2 separate regions of the Mus musculus genome follow, and region 2 is linked to region 1. Evidence: chromatin contacts called from public HiChIP or PLAC-seq data. All regions are on one chromosome and are shown on one strand. Each heading gives the region's core, a stretch centred on a gene start, on an enhancer-like site or on the middle of the called end of the contact. The rest is flanking DNA. Distances are from core to core; before and after follow the strand shown.

Evidence for each region. HiChIP or PLAC-seq counts read pairs in DNA pulled down with a chosen protein or histone mark.
Region 2: a contact with region 1 is called in an H3K27ac HiChIP or PLAC-seq map of embryonic stem cells, with 5 read pairs. The contact joins the enhancer-like site here to the promoter of Trpc2 in region 1. A contact is called at or near these places in 7 of 39 promoter capture datasets (the C10 cell line, cranial neural crest, embryonic stem cells and 3 more), 1 of 15 datasets of contacts at CTCF or cohesin (CD8 T cells), 3 of 484 Hi-C or Micro-C datasets (CD8 central memory T cells, granulocyte-monocyte progenitors and muscle stem cells), 6 of 115 datasets of contacts at active chromatin or transcription factors (bone marrow-derived macrophages, embryonic stem cells and pancreatic cancer cells) and 3 of 9 other capture datasets (adipose tissue, liver and pancreatic islet).

Annotation. Positions count from the first base shown.
Region 1 is chr7:102,081,216-102,084,784 of GRCm38.p6, forward strand. It overlaps Trpc2 (transient receptor potential cation channel, subfamily C, member 2), which reads left to right and starts at 1,901. Exons shown (of 13, transcript NM_001109897.2): 1 at 1,901-1,971; 2 at 2,646-3,365. The coding sequence starts at 1,957. It overlaps Xntrpc (Xndc1-transient receptor potential cation channel, subfamily C, member 2 readthrough), which reads left to right. Exons shown (of 22, transcript NR_104582.1): 9 at 268-395; 10 at 826-1,226; 11 at 2,646-3,365. It overlaps Xndc1 (Xrcc1 N-terminal domain containing 1), which reads left to right. Exons shown (of 11, transcript NM_001286689.1): 10 at 268-395; 11 at 826-2,547. The coding sequence ends at 1,058.
Region 2 is chr7:102,199,432-102,203,000 of GRCm38.p6, forward strand. The region is part of intron 1 of Nup98 (nucleoporin 98); the gene reads right to left. Among named protein-coding and RNA genes, the nearest start is that of Nup98, 9.0 kb to the right of the region's middle. Within about 2 kb of position 1,875, at least 20 of the 459 cell types and tissues checked have an H3K27ac peak or open chromatin away from gene starts, as enhancers often do. A contact at or near this core is called in embryonic stem cells, where this site is marked.

The DNA.
Region 1 (3,569 bases), core at 651-3,150:
CTGGTCTACCTCTAAGTTCTAGGATATACAGGGCTACATAGTGAGACCCTATTTCAAAATTAATTAATTTTTAGAAACTGAGGCCAATGGTAGAAGCTCTGTTGTCAAATGCTCGAAGGTTAACTGCTTTCCTCCAAGTCTGTCATATCGAGTGGGAAAATCAGTTACTCTTTCCACTTTCTTCTTCATGCTTCTGATCCAGATTCTATACCTTCAGCCTTTGTAGTCTCTCCCAGATAGCTGCCCTTAAACTGTTCTTTCCCACAGATCGTTGTCCAACTCGAGTTCTCAGCCAAATAGGAGGACAGGAAGGACAAGACAAAGACAGCACCGACCTCAGACCAAAAGTGATGACGGTGGTGTGCAGGCTGCTGGACAGTGTCCTATTTGTGCAGGTGAACTGCATCAATCACCATGGGGGTGGGTGTCGTTCTAGACAATTAGTGGGCTCCAAGTACAATAGAAGACCCTGTCTCAAATAGTTGGAGAAGCAATACGATACGAAGTATCAGCCTCTGGCCTCCATAAGTGCATGCATATGGTACACACATACCAATCAGTTTTGTTACACACACAGTTTTGATTTGTCCAAGCCTGGCAGCAATGTTCTTTATGCTCATAGCTGATCTTTCCCAGTAGACTCAATGTTCTGTAAGGATGTCCATGTCCCTCTCCGCCTAGTAAATGTCTGATGGATGTCTGCAGACATATGATAGTGTCTCTCAGCAAGCACTTGCACTGTGGCAGCAGATACTCCCTTCAGCAACTGGGGATGGCAGCTTGCCTGGGAGCAGGCCCAGTTTAACTGTCTCCTTTTCTCCTTAGGTTTCTTCAGTATTGAGACTCTTCCCCAGCATGCTGCAACTTGTGGAGAGAGCCCCCCACCCCAGCCAGCTTCTCCTGCCTCCTTGTCTTCCTCGGAGTCCGTGCTGTGGGTCTCCTCCCCAGAGAGCTCGCCGCCACCTTCCTGGGTCCAGTGCCCTATCTGTGAATTACAGTTCTCAGCAAGAGAAATAGAAGAACATGCCAGCGTGTGTGGGGAAGTTTTGCCAGCCTGAGCAGTGACGTTCTGTTGACCCTTTATGTTGGAGCCTGGGGAATGGATCTCTGGTGGCTAAGAAGGGTTGGGTCCCCTCCCTCCAGCTATTACTCAGGACTCCGCCTGCCTGAGAACACTGTGGACCCAGCTTGCTCCCCATTCCTGTTGTCAAGGCTTTGTCACTATGGTACCCAATTCTCAAAGGATATTTTCCCCTTAGAACTTCTTTGGTAGAATTGATGATCTCTCCAAGGCCTTAGGATACTATCTAGAATGTGTTACCTAATGCCCATTTTCCTGAATGAAAAACTGAGGCTCAGTCAGGGGGAAATAATGGCTGGGAATTATAAAGTTATGCTGTTTGGGAAGATGAGTGAATGAGTCTTGAGTGTGAAACTAACGAGTTCCATATGACCTTGACCTTCTGTGTTCTTCATGGGTATCTGTCTCAGATGTAGTCAGATGACTCTGAAACTTTACTTCTCATGGGTGTGAAATGGATCTTCAGTAACATGAAAACCCTCTTCCTACTCACATGGTTCTTAAGGGAGCCAGAGAGATTCCTTTCTAAGGAGTAGATGATTCTGGGCATGGCTTGTAAGGGTTTGAGCAAATCTCATTCCAACTATTTGAGATAGTTGGACCACAGTGTCTCCCCTGGAGCTGTGGTAGTTCAATTCTGCTTTAAAGAATTGTGCACGCTTCCCTTTTTCCCCAGGAGACGTCATCATGTGGCACTAACACCCGTTCCCCTTGTCCCCAAGGTACGAGGCAGGGAGAGAGCAGCTGGTCCTGATGAAGGGAGGGCACAGGGTGGGGCTTTGGGTAGAAATAAAAGAGAATGCTAGGCACAGTCAAGGGAGAGGCAGAGCTGGAGTTCAAGCATTCAGCCCCTGCCCACAGAGGTGGGTGCAGCCATGGACCCCCTTTCGGTAAGAGACCCCTGCTTTCCTCCCCTCTTCATCCCAGTCCCCGGGGATGCAGGGACAGCCTGCTGCCAGACAAGTCTGGGATGCTGCTGCTGGTGGGAGAGCCCTCGGATCCCTGATCCAGGGCCTAGAAGAAAAGAGCAAAGGGCTGGGCCTGGTAGAAGAACAGGACCAAACACTAAGGAGTAGAGATGCTCCCCAAAGTAGAAGACAGATTGAGAGCGGGTGGTGGAAGGGAACATCTTAAGGTCCTGCTAGAGCCCTCTGCATAGACAAAGGGTTTAGGGAAAGCCCAGCTTGAAGACCCTCCATGTGTGCGTGTCTGAACTTGTCCTTCAGAGAGAGAAACAGCTAGAAGATCAAGCAAGCTGGGATCCTATTCTTGCCAGATTCTGTGTGCTTGTGTGTAGGTTAGGTACCTAGTGTGGCCCCGACCACCTACTCTAATCACCTCTTCAGGGAACTGACACTGGGCCCTGCTACGTGGGATTTTTTATAAGAGTGGAAGTGAGCAGAGTAAACACTCCCCACACTAGCGTTTCCTAAGTGAATCTACATAATAAAATGGTGAACAAGACAGTATGTGTTGCCGATCTGTGTTTGGGACGAGGAAGGCATGATAGCTGATTACAGAAGGTAATCTTGGGAACTCAGAGTGCTATCTCTCCTTCACCTAGCCACAGCCCAACTGGACTGAGATTGTGAACAAAAAGCTCAAATTCCCCCCCACACTCCTGCGTGCCATCCAGGAGGGCCAGCTGGGTCTTGTGCAGCAGCTGCTGGAATCCAGTTCCGATGCCTCGGGTGCTGGGCCAGGTGGTCCTCTGCGGAATGTGGAAGAGTCTGAGGACCGCTCCTGGAGGGAAGCCCTCAACCTGGCCATCCGCCTGGGCCACGAGGTCATCACTGATGTTCTGCTGGCCAATGTCAAATTCGACTTTCGGCAGATCCACGAAGCCCTGCTAGTGGCTGTGGACACAAACCAGCCAGCAGTGGTGCGTCGCCTGCTAGCGCGGCTGGAGCGGGAGAAAGGTCGAAAAGTAGACACCAAGTCTTTCTCTCTAGCCTTCTTTGACTCATCGATTGATGGCTCCCGCTTTGCCCCTGGTGTCACTCCACTCACACTGGCCTGCCAGAAGGACCTGTATGAGATTGCCCAGCTGCTTATGGACCAGGGCCATACCATTGCTCGGCCCCACCCAGTTTCCTGTGCCTGCCTCGAGTGCAGCAATGCCCGCCGATACGACCTGCTGAAGTTCTCACTATCCCGAATCAACACCTACCGAGGCATTGCAAGCCGGGCTCACCTCTCGCTGGCCAGTGAGGATGCCATGCTGGCCGCTTTTCAGCTCAGCCGGGAGCTCAGGCGCCTTGCACGAAAGGAGCCTGAGTTTAAGGTTTGTTACCCCCCCCCCCCATTTCTTAACTCCATCCTGCCCTCAGTGCCCTGTGTCTGTTGTTGCACTGGGACAGGATTGGGCTTTGTGGTGGCTGTTGTAGGAAGTTTGAGAAGTGGGAAACAGCAAGCAGGGATGGAGCCTCTTGTTTTAAGAACAACGATTTTATCCAGAACAGACTTTCATTCCAGTGACAGCCACTTA
Region 2 (3,569 bases), core at 625-3,124, 120 kb after region 1:
GTCTACTTTTTATTCTTTATTGTTGCTGCCAAACAACCCAATTGACTCTATAGAACCCAGCTTCAGTATGGTATCTTTTGTAAGACTATACTAACTTCATTTAGTAATGGCATTCTTCTAAACATCCATAGCACAACATAAATTCATCAACCAATGTTGGTTAACACAACATCAACCATACTAGAAATATAGCTTAGTGGTAGAGTGCTTTTTCAGAGAATTAGGTTCATTTCTCTTCTACTACTAAGAAGAAAAGGTAATACATAAAAATAAAGACAGTGTCACACAGGCAATGGTCAGTTTTAATGCTTTCCTATTGTCTGTAAAGCCCAAGGCTCAATCCCATCACTATGCATATTCAAATATCGTTTCCTACTTTCTCACTTCTCTCACAGGAGATTATACCAAGAAAGTTTCCTACACCAACCTCTAAGGCCTGCCCACTTCAGAGTCTGCTGCCAGGAGCTTAACTTTATCCCATTGACAGCTAACCTGCTAAGGCTAGGGGCAATTATCCTTGTTGTTGTTGTTTTGAGATGGTACAGCTATCGAAGGCTGCCCTCAAACTTTCTGTGTACCATAGACTGACTTTGCACTGCTGATCTTCCTGCCTCTACCTCCCACGTATAGGATTCCAGGTGGTTGACTCTACAACAGGTTATTTTGGGTTTTTGAAACAGGATCACTTATAGCCCAGGCTGGCCTCAAACTCGCTATGTAGCCAAGAATGACACTGATCTTTCTTCCTCCATCTCCAAGGCAGTGCGACTACAGGTATATGCTAGCACATCAAATGACAAGAAACACAAGTTATGGTGGTACACTCTGGTAAGATATGATGACGTAGAAACAGGATAAAATGTAATCTCTTATGATAAAACAATTCATGATATTCCCATGGCTTAGATAAAATTTTCTACAAAAATTCATTTTTATCTTTATGAATTGATTTATTTACATTCATTTTGCATAAGACATTTTAAAAATGATCTTTAATTTCAGCCTTAATTTTCCTCTGCACTTTGTGCTTCAATAATCTTTATTATTTACTCTATATAATACCAAAAAAGTCAACACACATCAGTAATCTAACTCATAAACAGAAATATATTCCCCCAATGTCTGCAAGTTTGAACTCTAGATGGTGATGTCTTACTTTATCATATATCTAAATTTTGTACACTAAGTTAACTCTGGATACAACAACAAAATTAGTTTTCTACCTCAAAAAGTTAAACAACAACAAAGAACCAAACCTCTAAGCACTGACAATGTGAACGACTTTGTGAGGCTTCAAGGCCCCTCCCAGCTTGCTGCTTTCTAATTCTAAAACATTCTACAAATGTTAACTAAGTCTTCCTTTCTACTCCCCTGAACTCATTTGTAACAAAGTCAGCAAAGCGCAAACACAGTAGGCACCTGTAGATGCGCAGACTGAGAATTTACTTTCTACTTTACAAAGCACTTTTTTGTTTCTCTTTTAATACATGATAATACTAGAAAAGGGAGGAATCACTACCCATAGTTATTGAATTAATAAAAGAAATGAGTATGTTTTTGTTTGAGACAAGGTCTCAACAAGATCTCACACTAGTTCCAGGCTGCCCTGGACCTCACAGCACTCTTTCTGCAGAAGCAGCTGGTAAGTAAGCACTGTGTACTTTTTGTCTTGGATGGGGTAAGACAGACAGGAAAGGAGGCTAGGTAGAATTCCAGAAAGAACAAAGGACCTAGTCTTAACTTTAACATTTCTGAGGCTAGCCTTGAACTCCTTATTCTACCTCTGCTTCTGAAGATCTGGGAATTCAGGCATACCCACAAGCCCCAGAGTGAGGTGTTGCTACTTCACACCCTTAATCCCAGCACCAGGGAGGTAGGCAGACAGGTGGATCTCTTAACAGCCTGGTCTACAGAGGGTTCCAGAACAGCCAGGGCAACACAAGAGAAACCCTATCTTAAAAGCCAAAAAAAAAAAAAAAGGTAACTAACTAAATAGGTCCACCTGTCTCTCTACACTACCACCAACCACAACCCAGCAAAGACTGATTGTTTTATTTATTTGTTTATTCCTACACATTTATGCAACCTGTGTGTGGGTCCCCCTCAAGAGACAAAAGAGGGTGTAGGACTAGTTTGGAGCTAGAATTACAAGTAGTTGTGAGTCACCTGACATGACTGCTGGGAATAGAACTCAAGTACTCTCAAAGAGCCATCAAGTCTAACTGAACAGGTAATCTAGATTCAGTGGGAAATCCTGTCTCAAAAAATAAGATGTTAGGCCAGGCATGGTGTCACACACCTACAATCCTCCCACTGAGGAGGCAAGCAGGTTCAGCTCCATCTACACAGGCAGTTTCAGGTCAGCAAGGACAAATAGTGAGACTGTCTCAAAGAAAGGAAAAAAAATTTCAGGAGTAGTGGTCCACATCTTTTATCCAAACACTCAGGAGGCAGTCTGATCTACACAGAAAGTTCCAAGAGAGCCAGGACTACATAGAGAACATGTCTCAAAAAAAAAAAAAAAACAAAAACAAAAAACCTAGCCAACTAAATAAATAAATGAAAAGGGGGAGGATGTTAAAGGAGTGATTAAGAAAAACCTCTGCGCCGGGCGGTGGTGGCGCACGCCTTTAATCCCAGCACTTGAGAGGCAGAGACAGGTGGATGGATTTCTGAGTTCGAGGCCAGCCTGGTCTACAAAGTGAGTTCCAGGACAGCCAAGACTATACAGAGAAACCCTGTCTCAAAAAACCAAAAAAAAAAAAAAAAAAAAAAAAAGAAAAACCTCTGGCCTCTATGTACACATGCACATACACACACAGAAAAAGAATCTACATGGGGCTGGTGAGATGGCTCAGTGGGTAAGAGCACCCGACTGCTCTTCCGAAGGTCCAGAGTTCAAATCCCAACAACCACATGGTGGCTCACAACTATCCATAAGGAGATCTGACTCCCTCTTCTGGAGTGTCTGAAGACAGCTACAGTGTACTTACATATAATAAATAAATAAATCTAAAAAAAAAAAAAAAAAAAAAAAAAAACCTCTGACAAGAGGGTCAGATGTGCAGATATTAGCAACCACTGTATCAAAGGAAGTATGACCAAGTAATGAATAATGGTGATAGACATATTACAGGAGGATAAACTGTTTCCTTCACGAATAGGCAGCCAAAATTCAGATTCAATTTGAACTCAGAGATTAACTGCCTCTGCCTCCTGAATGCTGGGATTAAAGGCATGTGCCAGCATTGCTTGGCAATTTAAAGAATCTTTAGCTAATTAGAAAAAAAGAAAGAAAAGACAGATAAAAAGCAGCTGTCTTATGAAATAAAGAGCAGAGGGTATAGTAGAACCCTCCACTTCCAAAGCAGCTTTTTAATCAGTATAAAAATCACTGTCCAAGATCAATGTCTTCAAATTGTGACCCAAATATCTATAAGTTTAAGATTTATTTTTCAGTTGATCCATAGAGCCCAAACTACTTTCATAATAAAACTACAATGGCTAGGCCTGGTGTAACCAATCTCACCTTCTAGAGGCTAAGGCAAGATGATCACAAGTTCAAGGCC